Regions from separate parts of the Zea mays genome. Here regions 1 and 2 are each linked to region 3. The links are chromatin contacts, called in public Hi-C maps. All regions are on one chromosome and are shown on one strand. Each heading gives the region's core, a stretch centred on a gene start, on an enhancer-like site or on the middle of the called end of the contact. The rest is flanking DNA. Distances are from core to core; before and after follow the strand shown. Region 1 holds the start of LOC100272517 (ATP-dependent Clp protease proteolytic subunit). Region 2 holds the start of LOC100273097. Region 3 holds the start of LOC100192068.

What was found. Hi-C and Micro-C count contacts between places; a contact is called where the count stands out from the background.
Region 1: a contact with region 3 is called in a Hi-C map of bundle sheath, with 5 times the contacts expected there. The contact joins the promoter of LOC100272517 here to the promoter of LOC100192068 in region 3. A contact is called at or near these places in 3 of 25 Hi-C or Micro-C datasets (bundle sheath, ear and leaf).
Region 2: a contact with region 3 is called in a Hi-C map of ear, with 2.4 times the contacts expected there. The contact joins the promoter of LOC100273097 here to the promoter of LOC100192068 in region 3. A contact is called at or near these places in 2 of 25 Hi-C or Micro-C datasets (ear and tassel).

What each region holds. Positions count from the first base shown.
Region 1 is chr1:107,804,834-107,809,148 of Zm-B73-REFERENCE-NAM-5.0, forward strand. LOC100272517 (ATP-dependent Clp protease proteolytic subunit) reads right to left here and starts at 2,577. Exons shown (of 2, transcript NM_001146986.1): 1 at 2,081-2,577. The coding sequence starts at 2,466.
Region 2 is chr1:109,086,782-109,091,347 of Zm-B73-REFERENCE-NAM-5.0, forward strand. LOC100273097 reads right to left here and starts at 2,422. Exons shown (of 10, transcript NM_001147546.2): 1 at 1,860-2,422; 2 at 1,696-1,748; 3 at 781-889; 4 at 470-604; 5 at 328-372. The coding sequence starts at 2,336.
Region 3 is chr1:108,492,822-108,497,512 of Zm-B73-REFERENCE-NAM-5.0, forward strand. LOC100192068 reads right to left here and starts at 1,970. Exons shown (of 6, transcript NM_001294310.1): 1 at 1,648-1,970; 2 at 821-911; 3 at 558-673; 4 at 97-156; 5 at 1-2. The coding sequence starts at 1,704.

The DNA of each region.
Region 1 (4,315 bases), core at 1,327-3,826, 690 kb before region 3:
GGCCACGACTACGAACCTTGCTACGTCTTGTCGTCATTGTTATGTAGCCGCTTCCTCGACGTCAAACACCGGCAGGTTGAATAGGCCTTAAGAGATAGAAGATGGAAAAATGATATGGATGAAGAGTATAATGGCCTGATGAGGAATAAAATGTGGCATCTAGTACCTGCAATGAGAAATAAATATATTGTTGATTGTAAGTGGGTATATAAAATTAAGAAAAAGTTTGATGGAACTATAGACAGGTATAAAGCCCGTCTCGTTGCAAAAGGGGTTAAACATATATATGGTATTGACTATGAAGACACTTTTAGCCCAGTGGTAAAACCAACTACTATTAGAATTGTTTTGTTTGTTGCTATCTCTAGGGGATGGTGTCTTCGGCAATTGGATGTGCAGAATGTGTTTCTTCATGGCGTTCTGGAGGAAGAAGTATACATGAGGCAACCTCCTGGGCATGAAAACAATCTTCTCAATATGTATGCAAGCTTGATAAGGCCTTGTATGGTCTAAAACAGGCTCCCAAGGCCTGGTATTCTAGATTGAGCACAAAATTAAAAGAACTAGGCTTCAGTCCTTCAAAGGCTGATACATTTATTTTCTTCTACAATAAGAATGGAACCATGATTTTTTTATTAGTATATGTTGATGAAATCATAGTAGCAAGCTCCTCATTAGAAGCTACACAAGTTCTACTCAATCTCAGATCAGATTTTGCGTTAAAGGACTTAGGAGAGTTAACTATGTCCTTGGGATAGAAGTAAAGAAAAGTGAGGCTGATATATTTATGTCACAAGAAAAGTATGCTCAAGATATCATAAAATGGGATGGTATGATGCAGTGCAAGGCACATAATACTCCTTTAGCGGTTTCTGAAAAAATGTCTATTGAATCTGGTATACCATTAGGTACAGAAGATGCTACTCATTTTAGAAGTAATGTGAGGGCGCTACATTATTTAAGTTTGACACTGTCAGACCTGTCTTTTCCAGTAAACAAAGTTTGTCAATTTCTTCATGCCCCTAGTACTGAACATTGGACAGCAGTAAAAAGGATACTCAGGTATGTCAGAGGTACTGCAGGTTATGGATTAAAATTACACAAGTCGCAGCCTATGCTCGTTAGTGTTTTCTCTGATGCGGACTGAGCAGGATCGGTTGATGATCGCTGGTCTACTAGTGGTTTCTGTATATTTTTGGGCGCTAACTTAGTTTCCTGGAGTGCCAGAAAACAGGATACAGTATCAAGGTCAAGCACCGAGACAGAATATAAGGCTACGGCAAATGCTAGTGCAGAGATTATTCGGATACGAACTCTACTCAAAGAGTTGCAGTTAAGCGCTCCAAAGACAGCAAGGTTGTTGACAATCTTGGTGCTACTTATTTGTCTGCAAATCCAGTGTTCCATGCTAGAACAAAACATATAGAAGTTAATTGTCACTTTGTGCGAGAAAGAGTTGCACATAAGTTGCTTGATGTTCAAATAGTATCGACCCATGATCAACTAGCACATGGTTTCACCAAAGCACTGTCGTCCACCTAGGGTTGACAATGGGCTCTAAATTTTACACTATAAAATGTAAGGATCGGATCGAATTAGGATTGTGCTCTATTTCTATTCATTTTGAACTAAAAATAATTTAGGGCCCTAACAAATTGTGAAAAAACATTTGGATCGCGGCCCATTACCACCCCTATGTCCACCATGCTTCAGGAATTTTGTCGCAATCTTAACTAGGGAAGTTATGATTGAGGAGGAGTGTTAAATGTAATCTCTTCGGTGTACTTATCCATGGTTGGTTCGGTTGAGATTACATTTAACAATTTAGTGCTGCAAATTGCAATGCTGCACCAAAAACAGTGATGACTGCAGACATCGTAAGAATATGTCGATCTTGACAGGGATATGGGTTTGTAATCAGTCCCCAACATACTAACAGAAGTTGTCAATCTATTGGGCCTCTATATACATGAAGCAGGCACACAAATTAAGAGTAGTCCATGGTGATGAATGAATGGATTAGAGATAATGAGGATTGAAACGGAAGTCTGTAATTAGGGAAAGAATACAAGACCTTTACCTAAGGGATCCCCCTGGTGAGTTGACGAAGAGGCGGATGTCAGAGTCCGGGTCGATGGCGTCAAGGAGGAGGAGCTGGCTGACGACGGCGTCCGCGAGGAAGTCCTCGATCTCGTTGCCGAGGAAGACTATGCGCTCCCGGAGGAGGAGGCCCATGACATCGCCGGCGCCGGCACCACCCCCCGCGGCATCCGACTCCGCGCGCCACAGAGGAGCTTGTGGTGCCAGTGAGGCGCAAGGCTTGAGGCTGACGAGTGCCCCTTGCTGCGGTCGCTGCGAGGGGGCCCAAGCGCAAGCGCGAGCGCATGGCCGCCTGACGCGCAGAGCAGCAGCCGCTGCCGCCGCCACGGAGAAGGACGCGATGGCACTTGCACTCCCGGTCGCCATATCAGACCGAGGTGGACTGCTCTGGTGGCGGCGGCAACTGCAGCGGCGGCGCTCCCCACTAGAACGAAGTGAACAGAGCAGAGAGGAGAAGAAATGGATAACACACAGCACACACTCTTTGTTTTCCCTTGCAGTTGACACCTGGACGGTGCGACTTAGGCTCTGCTTGGTTCCATAGGACTAATCTTTAGTCCCTACTTTTTAGTTCTTTTTAGTCTCTAATTCCTCAAACACAAGAACTAATAAAGGGTCTAAACTAGTTTAGTCTCTAGTCCCTCCAAGGGCTCCTAAACGGGACTAAACAGCAAAATTTCCTCTCCCGGCTCTCGAGCTGCATCGGCAAAAAAACCCTAGCCGCCACAGCCCGCGCGCGCTCCCTTCACGCCGCCACAACCCGTCACCACGCGTGCTGCCTTCACCGCGCGCTCCCCTCTTCACGGCGGAGAAGGCCGCGGAGGCGCGTGTCGTCGTTGTCCCCGTGGTGGAGGCGCGTGTCGTCGTCGTCCCGTCGGTGTCGTCGTCCCCGTGGTGGAAACCCTTCTTCGGCAATGATTTTGTTCTCCATTCATGGGATGATCCACGGGACATCGCGCTCCGTCATATCACCTTTTCGGCGCCGTCGGGTTCGTGGACATCGCGCTCGAGAGCTTCTCCCCATCCGGCCACCGCCAACTTGCTCCCCAGCCGCTTGCTCCCCATCTGACCACCAGCCGCTCGCTCCTTCTTCTCCGTCATCGGTCGCAAGATGGAGAACCACCACAACTTCAGGGACTTCTTATCCCAAGGTTGCTCTTCATCGACGTCCAAGAACCGCACTGGTCATGAAGCTCCCGAGGACGACGACTTCGACACCTTCTCGCAGTCGTCGTTTGCTCTGCCACCGCGCATCAACGTTCCAGCACCTCGCAGCCGCATTGAAGCTCTTGATCTGAACTCCTAGTCCCAGGGTACCGATTTTCCATATCTCTCATCCTACCAAGATGTTCTCCAGTCAGGTGATGGTGGATCCGACCTAGGTTTGCCTCCTCTTGGTCGTGGTAGATCAGCGCGCACACTATTTCAATCCACCAGATCCATTTCAGCTCCTATTTCTCATGCCCGAGGTGCAATTCGAGGTTACCGTGGAGTTAGGGGGAGAGGCACTAGTAGTCATGGTGGAGGTCGATCTGCTATTTATGCACCTATTGACCCTGTCCTCATTGAAGATTTTGGAGATGAACCAACCAATGAAATGGATTCTCGAGCTCCAGTGGTAAGAAAAATTTTCATGTCTTCATTACAATGTTTTACTGTGTTTGCTATAATGAATTGTATGTGCCTCAAGTGGTGATTAAACAAGATCTGTATGTACCATCATCTATTGTCCAGTGCATCAATGAATTCAGTTGGCCACTTATATTATTTTATTTTAAGCATCAATGAATTTAGTTTCTGTTTTTATTTGATGAATCAGATATCTTCTTAACTAAATCATGTTAATGTATACATTTCTAAATTCATCATCTGTTAGTTCATCACACATGAGTTAATCTATGCATTTGTAAATCTATGCATACCATTGCCATAATGATTGTTTTTAACTTTTGTTCATATTCCGTGGTTGTTACTGTGGGGGACAGATATCCCCCGGGTCCACTAGAAGGCTGGAAGGCCCGCGAAAGACTCTGGGCCCATTATTTCGCAAGGCCACCCCTTCGTGGGCCAGGGGAGGAATCACTGGCAGAATGGATCGGCGCAAGATTGGATCAACTCGAGCCCAGGCGGCTCAATGGATTTAAACGTTATCCACAGCATTGATCCGATTCTCCCGCGCAGCACCCTCAGACGTCGAAACTGAACGAGGATAAGT
Region 2 (4,566 bases), core at 1,172-3,671, 590 kb after region 3:
CCCCTATAGATGCCTTATAAACATGGGCAGAAACTAGTAACTGCAACATGCAATTATTTGCAAACAAAACTAAATTTTCATTGCAAAAAATGAACTTGTTAAGTGCCCACAATTATAGGAATATAGTTGCTCCCAGTTTTGCACATGAGATTATCAAAATGAAAAGAAAATGAATGCATTAACTTCATGGTGTATAAAAGTTTCACGATCAGTAGATGTATTATTCTCAGATGCACAAAGTTGAGTTAACATCATAGCATGTGGTTTGCAAATAATGGTATATCAGTTAGCGCTTAAGGGGGAAAGAAATTTAAGAGAAAGGCTTACTTCGCTGAATGGATCTTTTATATTATCATGCTCAACACTGCTTTCCTGAAGACATTTAAGTTATTTAGTAATCGGAATTTTGTCGACAACAAGACATATGAGTAGCAGTGTAAAACTTGATTCTTGGCTTTGTTTCACTCACATAGTTTGGAAAAATAACCATGTCGACATCACGAGGGACCTCAGCTAACAAACGTCTAACAGAATACTCAGCAGCTCCGCCAGGATAAAGTAACTCATCAGTGTCTAAATGTATGATCCAATCCATGCCACCATCCTTCAACAAATAGCATTGTCCTTAGTGTATGAAATGTCTAAAGAAAAAATCACAAAGAAAAACTAGAAATCAACATTGTTGCGTAGCAGCCCCAATGACTAACTAAAGCTACAAATGAAAAGCTCAATCATTAACATAACAGAATTAACAGCAGATATAACAGGCAAGAGACATACCCGAGCCATTACAATAGCCATCTCCATGTTGAGGGATTGCTTCACAAAGAGTTCATAGTTGCAAGGTTTGTAGAAAAATCCTGAAAGCCAAGTCTCATTCCAGATTCGACTTGAGCCCAAGCAATAAAATACATCAGGAAGGTGACAGAGATGAGTGATAAAAACTCTATCAAAGAACATGCCAAGCCAGACATTATGACATGCTATGTCCTATCAATAATATATACTAGGGCATCTATCCAAGCTTCGTAAAGAAGAGCCTGAGCAAAAGAGCTCATGGGCTCGGCCACAAGCCGAAGGACTCGGCAATAGGACCAGGGGAGCCTACAACCACCAGGAGGATTCTAGAAGCGCAGATATAGTAAGATCTCAACAGAATAAGAGATAAACTCGAAGACATAGAATTCAATTCACGTATGACTTTGTACCGACTCGGTTCCATCATGAACTTGATAGCCGACTCGGTGCCTATCATGTAACTTCCGTCACTCCTTAGAATATTAAAAGAGGGACAGGGAACCGCCTGAGAGCATCAGATCATAGAATCATCAGATTAGAACATACAATACAACAACAGAACCACCTCAAACATGATGTAGGGTATTATCTCGCATCGAGGGCTCAAACCTGTCTAAATTCCGCGTATATTCCCTATTAAACAATCTTCGACATGTCCTAGAAGTGGGTTAATAGTAGGCAACTAGGCATGGAAAATTTCTCCCTTTATCCATAATTGTCAATGGTTGGATGCGGTCTGACTTAGTTTTGTCTGGCTACACCAGCAACCCTATGCTTTTGGTTCTCACTTTGAAAGTTGAAACAAGATGCAGTTATTTTTTTATATGGGGTTTATGTGGAAATGACACACAAGAAAAACTGTTATCGGAAACAGGGGACTGAGAAAACGAAGCTGACCTCCGTGCCTGCCGCTCCTCAAGATCCTTAGTTCTGTACACCACTTTTACCCCCTTCCGTAATCAATCAATCATGAAGACAAAAAAAGGCACTGAAATTAGCGCTGGAACTGCGGAACTGTAGAGGATCAAGAACACCAACGAACAAAGAATCTTGCGACTCACAGGAATTGACTCGAGGACTCCCGCGACATTGGGTTTCGCCGCCTTGCCCTCCACGAAGAGCAGGAACTGCGCGACGCCGACGACCTTGTGATAGAAGAGCCAGGGCAGGATCTGCTCAAGCCCCGCGGAGGTGCTCGTCTGCACGCACACCTTGGGTTGGAGATGTTCCTCTACAGAACCCATAGCAGCGCCCGAGTCGGAGGTGAATGACCAGCCGCGGATGTAGGGGAAGGAGGGGGCGGAGGATCCCACGAGCACGTCTGCGCAGTCGGACGAGGGGAGGGACGGTGGGGTGGGCTCGGCCATGCCGGGGAAGGCGTGGGAGGGCCAGCGAGTGGTAGGGTCATCGACGCCGCCGCCGCCGCGCCACTGGAGCACGAAAGCCAGCGCAGCGAGCGTGAGCGGGAGGACTGTCAGGAGCAGGAGCAGCTGGCGCCACGCGGCGCCGCCGCTGGAGGGCGCCTGCGCCGGCGGCATCGAAGACGCCGATCTGTCGAGACTCGAGACCGGTTGTGGTGGGGTTTCCCTTTGGGCCGTTCAATTTGGGAATAACTTAAACTTCCGTTTCCTTCGCTCGTATACGCGCCTATGTCTATATACATAGCCCATTTCCAGAGTGGGTTTCCACCCTGGAATTCGTGATATCATTTAATTTTCACCGAAATTGCATTTAAACATTTTTATTGTATTGTAATTTATTGTCATCCTTTTACTGTTAATTAATAATAATAATCCCTCTACAATCCACATCATAGCCCAGCAAATATTTCCTTTATGATGCATGCACGCTAGAGAAGAAAAGGAACTTTCCCAAAAATGGAACAACTAAGGCTGTCTCCAGCAACGTCCCCTAAATTTGATCCCCTAAAGGAATATTCTTTGTCCTTTACAGCACTCTCTAAAAGATTATGTACTCTATATCTTCTTCATCTTCAGCAATATCCCCTAAATTCCATCCTCTATTACTACTCGTCACCACGTGAGCGTACAAACACAAAAAGGTGTACAGTGTATAGAGCACCCTCTACAGATAGAGGACGCTTTAGAGTTCCTTGCTGGAGGGATAAAGGACCTGACCGTCCCCTACATTTAGAGTACATGACCCTTTACAGTCTCCTGCTGGAGACAGCCTAAAGGATGCAGCGTGGACTGTAAAGTTGCATGTGTAAAAGAATTATACGAAAAGACAGCTCAGGGGTGTTGAGAATTAATAAACTTCTGCGTTGAAAGTAGAATTTTTGCTCAACATTCATGTTAACACTACGATCCTAGAGTGGGAAAGGGGGCGGAGAGGGGTCGGCTTTGGCGGCATGAGTGAGAGGAGGGCCCAGCGGGGTCATAGGGGATGGGGAGGCAGGGATTATTGTGTGTGAGGGATGAAGAATTAATGATGATCCAAATAACATTAGCTACTAGATTTGATTAAGTAAGAGATATAATAGTTATCCAGCGATTTGAATCATTTGATTAGTTTGTTTTGTAGATTTAGAAGGAGGTTATTGGTGTAAGGATGATTTGGTTGGGTGGATTTTACAAACTTTAAGGTGGTGTGTTATATAGGGGTATAAACTAACATATAGCCTGTGCTAATGCTACAAATCCGGAGACATGAGTGTAGGGTCGACGATGGCGGCGGCGCAGGGGTAGGGGTTGACAATGGCGCGAATAAGGGGGAGGAGAAACTGGGGGTGACAGGGTCGCGAGGGAGAGAGGTTGAGGGATGAGAAATGATCTAAATAATATTGTTCGTTGGATTTAAGTGATTAAGGCAATGGAGGTTATCCAGTGATATGAACCGTTGGTTTTGATGTTGTGTGTAACTCTGAGTGCAATTTGTTTGGTGGACTTAGTGGAGGTTATCGATGTGGGGGGTGGTTTGGTTGTATTAGTTTTGCAAAGTTTTAATTGGACAATCATGTAGTGTTATAGATCTCTACTTTTTAAAACACCATTTCATGTGTCGTGTGTCGTGTGCAAAGCATATAGGTCTATTCCTGCTCTCCACTTCTGTCTAACAAATAATGAGTCGTTACACCATAGATGGGGTTTGAGAAACCTCGGATAGACCGAGCGAGCTATAAAAAATGGGTAAGTCTTTTTGTGAACTTATACTTTTCTTGACCTTTTGGCAATATAAAAGTATAGTATATGTAATTTAATATCTGATATGTGCACTATATGTCTATTTTAATTTTAATTCTTTGTGTGTGGAGGGTTCACCTTAATTTTTTTTGTCGGAATGGTGCATCACACTGGATTGCCATTAAACTCTCGGTTATCGTATAACTGTTGTACTAACTATACTATCAAATATGTTAATATATTGTCGTAACACATGGACATTGTATTTGTATAGATATATACTCAGTGTTGAGTTCGGCTATTATATTTTTAAAATGACCTTAGTTAGTAATTGGGCGCGGACGTATGAGCTCACACGATTTTCGTATCAGATGGGGACACATGTATCTAGAGATGGAAACAAATACTTATCCAGATATTATTTTTTTGTTTCTTTATTGTGGATATAGAATCAGCTATGCAATTGCATATTTTTGTTTTTAGCAAAGACTTATAAAAATTAAACTTTAAATTTATCATATATCTTCTCAAATGATAAATATAAAATTCGTATACAAATAATTTTTCATCTTTTTAAATTTTGTATAAGGAGCAAATAGTATATAAAACAATTTATCTAAAATTT
Region 3 (4,691 bases), core at 720-3,219:
GCCTGAAAGAGATTTAAAATTTCAAAACAAGTTAGAGTAGATATTACATAGAAGCTCAGTGCACAAAGGCACCAATTAGCAAAAGGAACTACAAACCTGAAACTCCGCCCTGGCTCTCCCGATTCTCTCTCTATCCAGTGAATCAACCACGTAAATCTGCAAGTTCAGCAAATAATGGGGAACATCTTACATTTCAAGGAAACAGAGTTTACTACAAATCAATGTAAATAAATCAAGACCTAGGATATATAAATCAGCAGCTACGAAGAATTGAGCTATTTCCTACAATGATATTATGTTTTCGGGTATCTATATTCCCTAAGCTATAAAGTGTAATAAAAGATGCCCTGTTAAAATGGGCTCCAGCATCCACAAAGAAGCCATTGGATCTATATGCTTGGGAGTGGTATTGGTCGCGCTCTGAGCTACTAATACTAAATTCAAATGGACACAACTAAGTGGAAGAAACATTACAGCATAAACACTTCTATGTAAAATTTCAACTTTGAATAGAATTTATGCCGCTTCACTTGTGAAACAGAAACGAGAGTAATGACCAGAGCATCAGTGTTGTTGAAGTAGTGCCTCCACAGGGGCCTGAGCTTCTCCTGGCCACCAACATCCCACACGGTGAACACTACATTCTTGTATTGAACCTTCTCAACATTGAAACCTACAATGTGATAAAGTGCATGCTGTCACTAAACATATGAACGGACGAATCAATTGCATGGCAGGTGCAGAGTTGGACAACTGTAATTAGCAATGGTTGAAACCAAAAGTTATGAAATGCACAAGCAGATAGGTGGTACAATCGGACCTATGGTAGGGACAGTGGAGAGAACTTCACCAATGTGAAGCTTATAGAGTATGGTGGTTTTCCCAGCTGCATCCAACCCAAGCATCACCACCTGAGGAAAAAAATAAGAGGCCAATCTATTAGAGGCATGTTCAGCTTAAAACGGATACTGGTTCTAATCTCCGATGATATAAAAAAAGAAGACTAAACATGTAAGGACAACCAAAAATCATCGTTAAGAAGACATGAGACATGATTGGAACACAGCCTGCCCTGCACTTGAATTGGCATCATGCTGTACACACTATGGCAACACCTAGTCCAGAAAATGAGTGAAGTAATAATACATCAATATATCATTTTACCCAGGTACAATTTGATCTTGTGTATGAAAGATCCAGCACGCTGTGGTTGGTAACACATTATTTAACTCTCTTTGGATGACTGGCAGCACGATGCAGAGATTGTTGTCGTTATAAATGATCCACTACTAGTAGATTACAAGAAATCAAATCTATAACCGTCTGAAACAGGTAAGGTTACCACAGGGCACTATAGCTGTATGTCTGGCTAGCATCATGACTCATTATTTCCCTGCTCTTGGATGTTAGTGATTGGTAGCCAAAACAGTGCTGGCAGATTGTTGACGGATCACATGACTCTAACCATTCAGTAGTAACTGAAATCAATGCCAAGAGAAATGGAGATAGGAGTGCGACAAGGCCACCAGCCACCACCGCCCTTGTGATTTGTGAACGGATCGGTTTATCGAGGAGCCCGATTCATTGCAGTATCCTGTCGAGATGGGAAGGGAGCGAGGGGAAACAGGAAGGAAGGAGACAGCGTACCCGCATCTCCTTGTTGCCGAAGAAGGCATCAAACAGCTTTCGGAAGGCCTGCCCCATCTCTTGACCTTGCCCCTCGATCCAACCGGATCTGGGAGGCCGCCGCGGGGAGAGAAGCGATGAGCAAGCGGCGCAGGCGGGGCGGGGAGGGCGGCACCTCGGAGGCAAGGTTCTAGAAGGTCGGAGGTCGGGCGGGCGAGCTAGGTTTCGGAAAAAGGATCGGCGGCAAGACGACGAGAGGTAGGGTGCGGTGCGGCCGTGGAAACCAGGACGGCGGATTCGCGCTGGCCTCACCTGCCTGGACCCCAGAGCGGCGAGGTCCACTGGATGCGATGCGATGCCGCATCGAGCGATCTGGACCGTCCTGTCTGTGTTCGCAAAGCGTGCGCGCGCACCGCCGGCCTAATTTCTGCTTGCCAAATTGGCAACTTTCGCGTTAGTTGCCCAGTTGCCCTGCATGGATACATGGTCAACATGGATAACTTTAGTTGATGCTCTGATGTTTGGTTATTAATTTGAATTATTAAATAAATTTAATATTCTAATTATAATATTAATATATCTATCTCTACTATATTAAAGCATCAGTTTCAACGATCATGTCACGCCATATTTTTATAAAGAATCCATTGTATTCATCTTTTTATAAATAATCTCTTGTATTTCTTCAAAATTAACTCGCGGTCCCAGATCATATCTCATCTATATCCTATTTGTTCGCACAGCATCATTCTCGTAGTTGTCGCTCTAGCAACAAACCCTGTCCATTTTGCAACATCTCCGCTCGCTTTTTTCGTCGTAGCGCATTGAATTTTAAGTGAAACAAACTATGCAATTGGAAATGAGTATAAGGCTCTATAAAAACGGAATATTTTTATTGTTTGATATGATACTCTAAAGACAAGAGCAAGTATGTATTTTCAATGAGCATGTTAAGCATTAGAGGATAAACTTGTTGTATTTGGTATTTCAAGAATGATCTTGTTAGGGTACTTGTGCTTTTCTATGTCTTACCAGTTCAATATATAGTATATGAACAATATGTTCACTTTGACATTAAATATATTTATTATGTTATTTTTATGTGGATGGTCCATTAAGACTCTCAAGTGTCACTTAGTCATCAATCAATATCATCAAATATGGTTGGGTACCATCGCAACGCACGGGGATTAGACTAGTTCTAATTATAAAGCTAATTATATAGATTAAGGACATGTCTGAAACCTATAGAGCTAATAATTAGCCAGTTAATATATTAATGAACTAATTGTTAGCTGTGAGATAACTAACAATTAGTTAAGGTATTAGTTGAGGATGTTTGGAACCTCTACAAGTAATTTTAGCAGCTAACTATTACCTCAAGACGTTCAAACATTGCCTAAGACTAAACGATAAGACAAACCTATTAATTCTAATTAGTCTATGATTTGATAAGTGATGTTATATTAAACATTTGTTAATCATAGATTAAATAGCCTTAATAAATTCTTATGTTCGTTTAATCTTTGTCTCTATAATTAGTTTTATAATTAAACTATAATTAATACTCGTAATTGATACTCAAATATTTGATGTGACACATAATAAATAACTTTAGCTAAAAGAACCAAACAACTACTTAGTTGGTCCTACATGATTGATGGACGATCGCTAATCCATCATCGAACCACTTTATGTCTTTCTCATTCTTCGTTTTCCTCATATGGGAACCACCATGATCTGGTTGCTATCATTTTCTCATTTCATTTTTGCAGTCGTGCTCCTACAGACAATGGGCATGTTTGTTATTTTCTAGGCATCAAAAACGGCTTCTGTCAGCTAAACGATTTGCTTCTCGATCCGCTTATAATATAAAAATTGTCTGAATCAATGTTAATGCAGACTGTATTGAGTAGTGACAGGAGAAATCTGTCGCTACCTAAACCTTAAACTGTGCAAACCCCTTCATTTTCCTCCGTACGTAAGCCCCGTGGTATCTAGATTCTCGTGATAACTAGATTATCCAGTAATCCAGATTATTAAAAAATATCTTCAGGAAAAAAGTTGCCCCAAAGAGATAGGATGTAGTCCCACTCGACACTATAGCATCCTCCTTTCCTTTGAGCTCACGCCCCTCATGTGACTATAAAGTAGACCTGATCATGGGCCACCCGACCCGCCCGAAAAAAACCTTGTCCGACCTGATCCGACCAATGCAACGGGCGGGTACGAGCCGTAATTTTTGACCCGTAATAATTCACGGGCTGGGTACGGACCGTGATTTTTGACCCAAAACCCAACCCAACCCGAAAAAACCTGACCCAAAGCCAAAAAACGACCTGACACGTCAAACATGGAGGCCCAGGCCGACCCGACACTAGGCACAGGTCGAGTACGAGCCGTCATAAATGGCCCACGACCCGACTTTGACCCGACTCGACGTTTGAACAGGTCTACTATAAAGTAGCAGCGATTGGTGACCATCTCACCACCACTAAGCAAGAATTAATGAAGTGGTCTAGCTAGCTTAAGAACTTCACAAAGCATGTACACTGGTCACTGAGTGATTTTGAGCACTTTTGGTGTCTGGGGCTATAGGAGTAGAGTCTTAACTCTCTAACAATGTTTATCAACTCCCATACATCTCAAGTGACTAGTTTTGTGGGTATTTATAGCCTCCAAGGCATGAACTATCCATTGAAAAAAATATCAGCCATATGCATATCGTCAGACCATCCAATGATCCATCATTAGGCCATAGTGTGTGGTCTGACGCCTTCGGATTGCACCACATGTTTGTAGCCATTGAATTATAGCCATTATAGTCCAATGACTAATTGCATAATGGCTTGGTGTCTCTAAATCAAATGCTTGTCAGACTTATGGACTTTATGCCTGATGCCCTTCAAATAGTTATCCGAGAGCTATCAGACACCACCAGACTATAGTCGGGATCCAACACCTCATCCTTTAGACTAACTAGTGGGCCATTTATGGATTAGTGTCTTTGTCCGGTTCAATGTTGTCTGGGCCATAGGTTTGATAGATGCATTAACACCTTATCC